3 separate regions of the Mus musculus genome follow, and regions 1 and 3 are each linked to region 2. The links are chromatin contacts, called in public HiChIP or PLAC-seq maps. All regions are on one chromosome and are shown on one strand. Each heading gives the region's core, a stretch centred on a gene start, on an enhancer-like site or on the middle of the called end of the contact. The rest is flanking DNA. Distances are from core to core; before and after follow the strand shown.

Region 1 (3,399 bases), core at 670-3,169, 1.2 Mb after region 2:
TGTTTTGAACGCTAGTGTGAACTCTGTGCTTGGAGTCATCAGATTTCACCTCTTTAGGTCCTTTATTAGACTTTGACTTATGATTTCTCTCCTGCCCTTGAATTATCCTAGGAATACCTGCCATTTGCTCTTAGTTGATGTTTGTGAAATACCTTGTCTTCCTCTGCTGGAAGGGTGTAAGTGCTGAGCCTACTGCTGTGTTACAATGGCTGTTTCATTGTTAAGCCAGTGCCAGTGAGATTACACAACAGCTTGGATAGGGAAGGGGAACAAGGGCTATGAACCCCCTCACCTACAAGGGACAGGGATTTGGGATGGTAATACGCTAACATGCCCAGATGTGGGTTAGAGTCCAGCATAGGTTCCTGGAGATCGTTTCGGTCCCAGAGGCTGGAGGCTGGTACTCTGGCAGTGGGTCTTAAGCATTCTGCCCTCCCCTGGCTGAAATGTGGAGTCGCTTCCATTAAAGCTGTCACAGAGAAAGAATCCTGTGGCCAGAAGCCAGGAGAACACACATGGCTTGCTCGACATCAGCGGCTCTGGAAGCTTTCCTGGAGGCAGAGGACTGTTCCATTTGCATGCAATCAATTATTTCTAAAGGGATGGATTCTTTATCTCACTCTAGACTTAATTTCTCCTAATTTCGAATTCTTTATTCTTTCAAAGGAACAAGCTAAAGATGGTCAGAGGTGTGTATGAGTGTTGCTTGGGCACATAAGTATGGTAAAAAAATGACCATTTACAAAGACAAAGAAACAGAATATAGATTTTATACGTGCTTCTTGTCAGGAAAAATATACTGTTTAACTTAGAACAGGGAAGAATGGTGCCTAGGAGGATATGATGACAATCTTTCTAAAGTTAGTCTCCAATAATGTTAATGACAAGGTTTCTAATTGCCAGAAACTGAGTAATTTAGGTTCTGAAGGAAACAGTTTTAAGATACTGGGTTGACGGACGGATACTATTCAGAGATACTAAGGCATGTATAGAAACGAGTCAGACAGGCCTAGAAACCACCTTATGTCCCAAAACTTCTTTCTAAATGGGTGACCTTGGATAAGTCTCTTAACCTCTTTTGGCTTTGCTTCCTGTAAAATTACTGTTTAATCAGAATAGTTTCTGTAAAGAATTGGGGACCGTATTTGGAATAAAATACAATAAATGATAGTAGTTATCACTGTCAACTTTCAATGACTAAAGATGCCCCGCTCCTCAGCCAAAACGTAGTGTGGAGAATCCGGATCTGACGGACAACACGGAAGTGCCCAATAAGAGGCCGGGGTAGGGGGGTGGGGGAAACAGTGGAATCAAACCAATGGCATGGGCCCTTGTTGTTGGCCGCTTTCTGGCTGATCCACCAATAGCTTAAGGATGTGACTTGGGAGCGACACCCTGACAGTCCAATGACGCACAACCAACCCACACTCAGCAATTCGGAGGGGATAAATCAAGGAGCCTGCACGTATAGATTCCGTTATTAGTGCAGTCTCGAATGGTGAAAGGAGCTTGGGGGAAACAGCCCCTGAGAGAGGCATTAGTGAGCTAAAAAAGGGGGAAGAGATGACTGCGCTAGGTGATCTCGGCCGCCATCATGCTCTAGTTTCCCCTTCGTCTCTCTGGGTCCGCGACCGAGGAAGCGGCCTCTGGGATGCTGAGGGGGTGTGTCCCCTCATGATTGGCGCAGGCCGCTCAGCCAATCCCAGCTCGGCAAACGGGAAGCACTTAGCCAATGAGGGGAGACGGCAGCGGCGAGGACTTAAGGGAGGAGGACCAGCGGCTTGACGGGCACGAAAGCTAACCAGTGAAAGCTAGAGGCATCCTGCCTGCGGCCAATGGAGTGGGGCTGTGGGCGGGCGCCAGAGTGTTTGTGTTGTGGTTTTGGGGGAGGGAGGCGGAGGGGAAAGTTTGTTTATTTTGTTTTTAGTTTCTGGGGTCCCCGAGCTTCGGCAAGGTGAAGCGAGCGACCGTGACCCCCCTCGCCTCTCAGCCTCCCCGCGACGACGCCTCCACAGCTTGCGGAGGAGCGGAGACCGCGGTCACCGCTGGGCTCCACAGCGGAACGCCGCGCACTCGGAGCCGGCGCGGCTCAGCGGTGAGTGAGGATCGTGGGCCGCGCGGGCCTGCTCCTTTCTCGGGAGCCGCCAGGCGGAGCGGAGCGGGGCGACCCAGGGTGGGCGACTGAGGACGCCCTCGGGGGCGCGCGGCACGGCCCGCTGAGGTGCAGCGTGTGCGTGTCCTCGCGCGCGCGCGCGCGCGACGGGAGCGAGCCGGGCGGGAGGGGCGGGTTGGGGGGGGCGGGTGGAGAGAGCGCGCGCGACCCGAGTGGGCCGCGGCGGGCCGGGGCGCTTGCCCGGGGCGCGCTGTGGGATCGCAATGTGCAGACGTGAGGCGGGGGAGGGGTGTGTGAGGGACGCGCGGTCACGTCGGTCGCGAGGGCCTTGGTGTCCCCAAGTATTGGGGCCGGGACAGACCGGCGTCACGCGCCTGCAGGTGTGAGCGGAGGAAAGGGCTTCCGGGTGGGCCGGTGGCTGTCCGAGCGCTTCGTGTCGCCTAGGGCCCTCTGAGCTGCAAATGCCAGGCGGTGGGGCGCGAGCATCCGGTGTCCCCGCGCGGCGGGCGTGCAGGCTTATGTGCTGGACCCCGATAGCGAGGTTCCACGGGCATCCCGCGAGAGCTGCGTGCGGTCGGGGGTGGGGTGCTGTGGCGAGGCGATGCTCACTTTGGATGAGGAAACAGACGAGGGGCGAGGGGCGGAGGGATGACAGATTTGGAAAGAGCCTTGGGAAGGGTTTGCTACCTAATGCTGGTAAGGTGCCCTTTAATTCCAAACTAACGGATTTGTTAGTCCATGATGGCTAAATAAATATCTGGTCCAGTGAAATTCACTACAGTGGCTATCACGACACCCAAGAACAGCAGCCGTCTCATCCATCCTTAGTCTTGGACGCAGGTCACCCGTCTGAGACTTTGAGCTTCAAGCTTTCTCCTGTGTCTTTGGGCTGCTTGGATTCTGAATAAAGAGTACCAACCAAGACTCCGTGAATAAAAACATCATTTGTACCTCCTTCACAGTTAAACATAGCAGTAAGCTGTACAAAAATCACACATCCTAGCCTTTTGTGAAATGTTTCTCTTCGCTTGTGGGAGATTTCAGTTCTTGACTTTAAAACTATGTGTTCGCCGTGGGTTTTGAACGCTCCTTAAAGAGCAGAGCATGGAGACACTTGTATAGCATGAGTATCGATGTAGTAAGTGGGAGGGATATCAGTGTAGTAGTAGTCTCTACAGGTAGGCATATACTGGATAACCAGTATCCAGAATACAGATTAGACTGGTTTGTCCCACTTGGGATGCATGCCTCTGTGTGTTTTGTTTTGTTTTGTTTTGTTTTTGAGA
Region 2 (3,492 bases), core at 153-2,652:
ACAAGTCTAAAACACTTCTAGAAATAACCAGTTTTCTTTTGTTTTCAATCTGTAATAATGGCCAAAACCCAATCTTTAGGAGATTTTAAGGCTAAGTCTAATAAGGATAATAATGTGGCTCCTATGTGTTATTTCCACTGGGCTTGCTTATAATCCCAAACTGCTTGGATCTTGAATAATGACCTAGGACAGAATAAAGCTTCTACAATTACGATTCCTTTACAAGGCTTATTCTGATTTTTTTTTCTTTCTACCACTGCCCTCACTTTGAACTCTGCTAACTGTTCTCTTGTTCTGATCTGTGTAGCCCAGGCTAGCTTTGAACTCCAAGCCTGACTCAGTCTCTAGTGCAGGGTGTGCCACCTCAAGGAGTTCTCTTGATTTCAACAGGCTTTGTTAGTTTCAAAAAAAAAAAAAAAAAGTCACCCGCAATTTGGATCTTTTGGAAAGCAACTCCAGCACTTCCCATTCCAATCTGATTCCACTTAACCAAAAATATAACAGAAAGGGAGTAAAACCTAGTTTAAAACCAAAAAAAGGCCTTTTCGACTCCAGTCCCTCTCTAACAGGGATGGCTAACATAGCGGAAAAGAAACGATCTCAAGCAGCTTTTCCTAGATTAAAACTTGAGCATCCGGATCCTCCCCCAGACAGACACTGCGGCCGGCCTGCAGGGATCAAATGATCAGCGAGCGGGCCAAGAGAGGCGACAAGGCTGGCCTGCCACTTCCGAGCCAGGATCGCGGTCCGCAGAGACGTCCGCCCAAGCCTGAGGCCTGCGCGCCGCCGCCATTGTACGGCGCGAGCCTCAGGGCTCTGCGGGCCACCCCGCCCCCCGCCCGCACCTCCCCCTTACCCTCCACGGTCCCTGTCACGATCCCGATCCCCAAAGCCGCCTCCACGCATGGTCCCAAACGGATAAAGATCTGGGAGCGGGGCACGGATGACCGAGCTCGGGAGGGCCTGCGGCTCGGGTCTAGTGATGACCGATGGCGGCGGCGGCGCCTCCGCTGTTGGGGCGGCGGCAGGCGCGGCGCTGTCTCGCTCCGACGCGCTGTCTCCCGTCGCAGACGCCACCGTCGCCGCCTCTCTCGTCGGAGACGGGAGCACAACTCAGAGAATCGGGGTTGTTAGGACAGTCGGGAGGTCTGGTCCCGCTCAAACCGGGCGGTGCCACGGTTGAGGCGTCTCCCTTCCTTCCCAGCAACTGCACAAAATGGCGGCGGCCGCGGAGACCGCTCCAACTTAACGCTACGCACGGCCCAGACGCTACGTAAACAGCGTCTGGAGGGCTCCGCGCGACGCCACGGACATTCTCGGAACCGCTTTACGTCGGTGACGGAGATGGGGGCCCTGGTCGGCCCACCTTAAACAAGGCAATGTGCGCAACCGGCGTAGGGTTCTCGCACCGCCAGCTCTAGAACGTTGGCTGGGGGTGGGGCGAGCCGTCGGCACGACGTCACAGTGTTGGCGTCGTTGGCCCGCCCACTATTGCGGGTCAGCGCAGTCTTCGTAGCGCATTCTGTTTCGAGAATGGACTTTTCCCGGCATTCCGAGCTCAACCCGGCGCTTGAGGCCGGCCTTGTGCAGACATAATGGTAGCACTCCACGTAGCCTTAGTCAGACTTCCGGGTCTCTGGGCAGTAGAACCCAGAGAGTCTTGAGGCCGCTTTCTTGGTTCCAACGTCCCAACGCCGTGTGCCCCAAGCTGGCCACACAGCCCGGCGCCATTTCTTTCCCGTCGCTTTTCGCCGCGCTGGCGCCGCAGCCATGTTGGATGCGTCGTGTCGCTCTCTTTCAGCGGCCAACAGCCTGGCTGGGCCAAAAGACACCCTGTGTTTCCCGCGTTTCTTACTGAGGTGCTATTTTCCGAACAAAGGGTTGGCACCTTTTCCTCTGGCCGTAGTTGACGCAGAGGCCACACCTTCCCAGAGTCCTTTCTGAGGTGGGCGCCTTGGACCTTAGCCACCATGAAAATGGGTGCCTTACCCGGGTGCCCCACTGCAGAAGCGGTGGGTTTGACAGGCTAGGATTTGCAAACCCTATCCGGGGAGGGCAGGCTGGGCTAGGCCGCCGGTGCCACCCAACTCCTAGATTGCTTTCTTTGGCTCGCCATCCCTGCGCACTGCCAAGCCACACAAACTTGGACATAGTTGCTTTACTAAATTGTGGAACTGCTGGGTTCCTTGAGACCTCTAGGCTCATTTCTACCGCCGCGGAGAATGGAGGCCGGCAGACTGGAGGCTTAGTCTTGTCTCATGTCCTGAGTGTTGCTTAGGTTAGGAAAGCCAGGAGAGTAAAGAGGCGTCTTGAGAAACGGTTCATTTGTCACTTCGGCCATGGAGAGCCAGGCATTGTGCTAGTTGCTGGGACACTGGGGATCCAACACGTTCCTTGGCACAGAGCTTTATTCTCTAGAGACGGAGAGGAGACAGATGACAAATGTGTATGTTAGACTTTTGCTGACTTGGAAAAGAAAATGGTGTTGAGGCTGTGGAACAGTGCTTGCTGACCGTGACTGAAGCCCTGGATTCAACACCCAGCACCTCCAAGAACAACAGCAAAAAAACACTAAAGGGAAGGCCATACTTTAATTCCAGCACTCGTGGGTGAATCTCTTGAGTTAAACGCCAGCTTGGTCTACCAAGTGAGTTCCAGAATAGCCAGGGTGACACAAAGAAACCCTCTCTCAAAAACCAACCAACAAACACCAAAGAAACAAAAACAAGAAAGGGGCTAGAGACAAGTTGAGGAAACGGGATGACATCGGGTGCTCTCAGAAGGCATCCCCCATCTATCAAATGACATTTGAGCTGAGGTCTCAACTAAGGTCCTTGCTGCCAAGGGGGAAGATCAATTATGCAAAGCCTGAGTCCAAGAAGATGGAAGCTACTTAAAGAGCTTGGTTTCCTTGAAGGTGAAAATGTCTGGTTTAAAGTAGCGGCATAAAGAAGGACCCCTTTGACTGCAGTGCAGAGAATCAACTGAGAGGCAGCTAAGGCAGGAACAGTTAATCTAGTGAAGGCCCAGTGTACTGTCTCTTTTCTTTAGTCTCTCTGAGTTCTAGGCCAGTCTGGTCTACATAGTAAGACAGACAGAGCTACAGTGTGAGACCCTTTGGACGTGGCTGGGTACTGAAGTCCAGGCAGGAAATGGTGGGACTTGGTGCAGGTTATTACTGCTGAGAGAAATGGTTCAGTTGTGTGGCTGGAGCCAGTGATTTGCTGGTGGTTGGAGAACCAAAGGTTAAGAGTGGTTCCTGGTGTTCCCTAGGAGACAATGGATAATGTATGGAGGTGTTAACAGTCTATACCCTAAGAAGACAAGTTAGGCACTGTGATGGTTTGTACATGCTTGGCACAGGGAATGGCACTATTAGGAAGTATGGCCCTGTTGGAGTATGTGTGTCACTGTGTTTGGGCGTGGGCTTAAGACTCTCACCCTAGCTGCCTGGAAGTCAGTATTCTCCTAGCGGCCTTCAGATGAGATGTA
Region 3 (3,567 bases), core at 1,029-3,528, 1.4 Mb after region 2:
CTCTTGAAACGGCACATTTTTTGATTCAAAGAACTCTATGGCAGTCTTTGGTTTTAGCTGGTGAGGCTTCTCCTACTTTGCATTATGAGGCAGGTGCCAGTTTTCTCACACACGTGCAGCTTGGCTGAATTATGTCAATACACAAGGTCCCGTCTTATGTGTATTTGACACTGCTAAAACTGAAAGGAGCCTTGCCTGGGCACTGATGGTCCTAGGAGCATTAAACAGTTTTTTGTGTGCTTGTTTTCTTTCTCCTCTTTCTGACTAACAGCCTTTCCTGTAGCCTAAACATATTTGCACAGTTCTTACGTAGCATTTTGAAATAAATGTTTCATAAGGCAGACTTGATGGCACACCCCCTTAACCTCAGCAACTTAGAAGGCAAAGGCAAACAATCTCTGGGAGTTTGAGGCCACCCTGCTTTACACAGGGAACTCCAGGTCAGCAAAAGGTATGTGAAGAGACCATGTTAAAACATGAAAACTGAGCCGGGCAGTGGTGGCACACACCATTAATCCCAGCACTTGGGAGGCAGAGGCAGGTGGATTTCTGAGTTCGAGACCAGCCTGGTCTACAAAGTGAGTTCCAGGACAGCCAGGGCTACACAGAGAAACCCTGTCTCGAAAACAAACAAACAAACAAACAAACAAACAACAACAACAACAAAAACAAACAAAAATCAAAAAAACAAAAACCACACGCAAAAACTGAGGGGCTAGAGTTGGCTCAGTGATTTAGTGATTAAGAGCACTTGTTGCTTTAACAGAGGACCTGAGTTCAATCCCAGCTTCCACGTGGTGACTCAGGACCATCTGTAACTCCAGTTCTAGCCTCCTCAAGCGCCAGGCACCATGGTACATGTATACTCATGTGGGCAAAGCACTAATACACATACAATAAAACACATGCATCTTTCAATTTTTAATGTGTGTGCTGGGGATGAGTCACACAAATTAAAAGGGTGCTGTGACTGAAAAGACAAACAGACTACTTAGGTAATCAACACAGATTCCATGTTACCACTTCCTAGCTCCTGTTATTTCCATCCGGGTCCTTCTCTAAACACTTCCGTCAGAAAGTCAGCCGTGCCTGTTTGCTAGCAGTCACCACCGTGGGGCTTTTTTGACTGTTGGCGTTCCCTCATAGAAGGAGGGACTGAAGAGGGCAACTGTCTGCCCCTTCCCACCCCAGACTTGAGATTACAGCTGCTCCTCACAGCCATTGGAGGCAGTTCTACCCTAATTGCACATGACCTCAAAAATCTCTGGATGCGCCGGGTCATATATGCTTCAGGGGCTCCATGTCCTCCTGAGCTGTGGGGAAGCCATATTCCATTTCGGGTGAAGACGGCAGTATGGCTGCATGTTACCCATGCTCCTGTATGCAATCTATCATCTATGCTCTGTAAGTAAGCCTAACAGATTCATTGGCTCTCCAGGTTGAACTTTGCTGAGATCGTACTTCGATTCGTCATTGGCACCTTATAAGGATCTGGTAAATATTTAAGTCTCTCAGGGAAGGAATTTTTGAAACAAATGAGAATAACATTCATTCTGCATTCAGCCCATTCCTGTGCTTGGGTGATGTGAAAAACCTGCTAATGTGCTTTGTAAGCTGTTTATTGTACGGCCAGGTCATGACTGAGTCCACCTTGCGGTTTGTAGAGTTTGCTTCATTGACCTGGGCACAAGTACGAACCAACACTTCAAACCGGTGTTGGTCGCAGTCAGTGTCTTTTCAGATTTGGCTGAGATGTCCCTTTAATGCTGTTGATAGCCTTTCTGAAATGAGGGAGGGGGGGGGGGCGGGTTCAGATTAGATTCCTTGCCAGCAGTGACAGTGTCAGCTGCCATCTTTCTGGATTGTTCTTTGGTGCTGTGTTTAAACGTTTTCCATACACATTGAGTTCTCACGGAAACCGTAAGTTCCGGGTTTTTATGGATGCGCAAAATGTTACGAGTGACTCAAAAGCAGGTGCTCAGGTTCCACACACCGCTTCCTTCTTAGTCATGACCTCAATCAATTACTGCTTTCCCCAGGGCCTGTGACTGATGGAAAACTAGATTAATCTGGTCTAGAAGCCAGCTCTGTGAGCCTGAAAGAGAAGACCAGTTTCTGGACTTGTGCACTGACTCCATCCTGACTGCTCCCAAACAACCACGAGTTGCTTGCATCACAGACCGGGTGCCTGGGGTACCTACCTCTAAAGGACGCCTGGAACCTGGGATGGGCCAGTCTTCCCGCGAAACTACAGCCCCCAGCATGCCCCACGGCCACCGGCTCTGCGGCCCGCGCGTGCGCAGAAGGGCAGCAGTGCGCGCCGACTAGGAGGCAGCTGCTAGCCTGACCTGCCGAGGTGCTGAGGTGGCCGCGAGACAGGTGAGCGGTGCGCGAGTCTCCGAGTCTCCGGGCCGGCGAGGGGGACGCTCACCTGCCTCTTGAGTGGAGGCCGCGGGGTACGGGCTGAGGGGAAGGCGGCGGGGAAGGCGCCGCCTCAGGCGGGGGCGGCGAGCCGCCGCGGCGTGGCTGCTCCCACGGCGACCCGGGACGCGCGTGACAGTGACAGACCCACCCCCTCCGGCGGCTCCCGGCGACCCGGAGGAACTGCGCCTGACGCAGCGGCGGGCGTCTCGGCAGGTGGCAACTCTCCCTCAGAGCCGACTTAGCTGTTCCCCTGGAAGACTCGGGTTCAGTGCCTAGGCCGAGTGTTAGCAGCGGGGAAACTGAGGCGGACGTGTAGGCAGGGGTCGCCTCGTGTGCTTCCGGTTAGAGGTCCTGAAATTACCCTGAGATTTAGGTGTGGGTCCCGACTGCTTTCATAGGGCAGTAATAGGAAATACAGATGCTTTAAAGTTTCCTTGTCAGTGACAGATTGTGCCGTGTCTTCCCGTCTCATGATGCATAGGAAATTTATGATGGGCTATGGTGGGTTTGTTTTTGTTTTTGTTTAGGTTTTTGTTGGTGTTGGTGGTGAGTTTTTAGAGATGACAGGGGAGTGGGTATTATCTGTCTGTCTGTCTGTCTGTCTGTCTATCCGGTTCCTTAAAAGAAATCTTTCTAGGTAAATTCATGTTTGTAGCCCAGGCTGGCCTCAGACTCCGAGCTCTGCCTGCTTCTGCTTTCCAAGTGCCGAACTGAAGGTGTGCGCTCTCAAGCCTCCAAATTCACATCTTCAACCGGACTACTTTTCAGTTTCATCTTTTTTTCTTTGTAGCTTTTCTGACTGTGCTGGTGACTGAGTTTTCAGGCACGCACAGTTCCTGGTTCTTTTCCCCCTTAAGCCCTCTGTTAGCCTCCAGCTTTCTTCTGACTCCAAGCATTAATGATCAGTTTCCCATACTCTGTTCCCCGTGACCTATGTGTGTGCTGCTGCTGCTGCTACTGTTGTTGTTGATTATTCCATATGGAACCCAGGGCCTCCCTCCACTACTGAGCTGTCCCCAAATCCTTAATGTAGCTTCTTCATCATTATCTCATCTTGGTTTTTTGGTTGATTGGTTGATTGGTTTTAAACTTTTAAAATTTAATTTTTTTAAATGTGTGTGTGTTCATGAGTGCATGACCTGC

What was found. HiChIP or PLAC-seq counts read pairs in DNA pulled down with a chosen protein or histone mark.
Region 1: a contact with region 2 is called in an H3K4me3 HiChIP or PLAC-seq map of embryonic stem cells, with 7 read pairs. The contact joins the promoter of Tnrc6b here to the promoter of Ddx17 in region 2. A contact is called at or near these places in 1 of 39 promoter capture datasets (liver) and 1 of 115 datasets of contacts at active chromatin or transcription factors (embryonic stem cells).
Region 3: an H3K27ac HiChIP or PLAC-seq map of thymic regulatory T cells shows a contact between it and region 2, with 7 times the contacts expected there. The contact joins the promoter of Sgsm3 here to the promoter of Ddx17 in region 2. A contact is called at or near these places in 1 of 39 promoter capture datasets (liver) and 1 of 115 datasets of contacts at active chromatin or transcription factors (thymic regulatory T cells).

What each region holds. Positions count from the first base shown.
Region 1 is chr15:80,709,394-80,712,792 of GRCm38.p6, forward strand. Tnrc6b (trinucleotide repeat containing 6b) reads left to right here and starts at 1,920. Exons shown (of 25, transcript NM_144812.3): 1 at 1,920-2,095.
Region 2 is chr15:79,545,339-79,548,830 of GRCm38.p6, forward strand. It overlaps Ddx17 (DEAD box helicase 17), which reads right to left and starts at 1,403. Exons shown (of 13, transcript NM_001040187.1): 1 at 857-1,403. The coding sequence starts at 906.
Region 3 is chr15:80,975,487-80,979,053 of GRCm38.p6, forward strand. It overlaps Sgsm3 (small G protein signaling modulator 3), which reads left to right and starts at 2,279. Exons shown (of 22, transcript NM_134091.2): 1 at 2,279-2,379.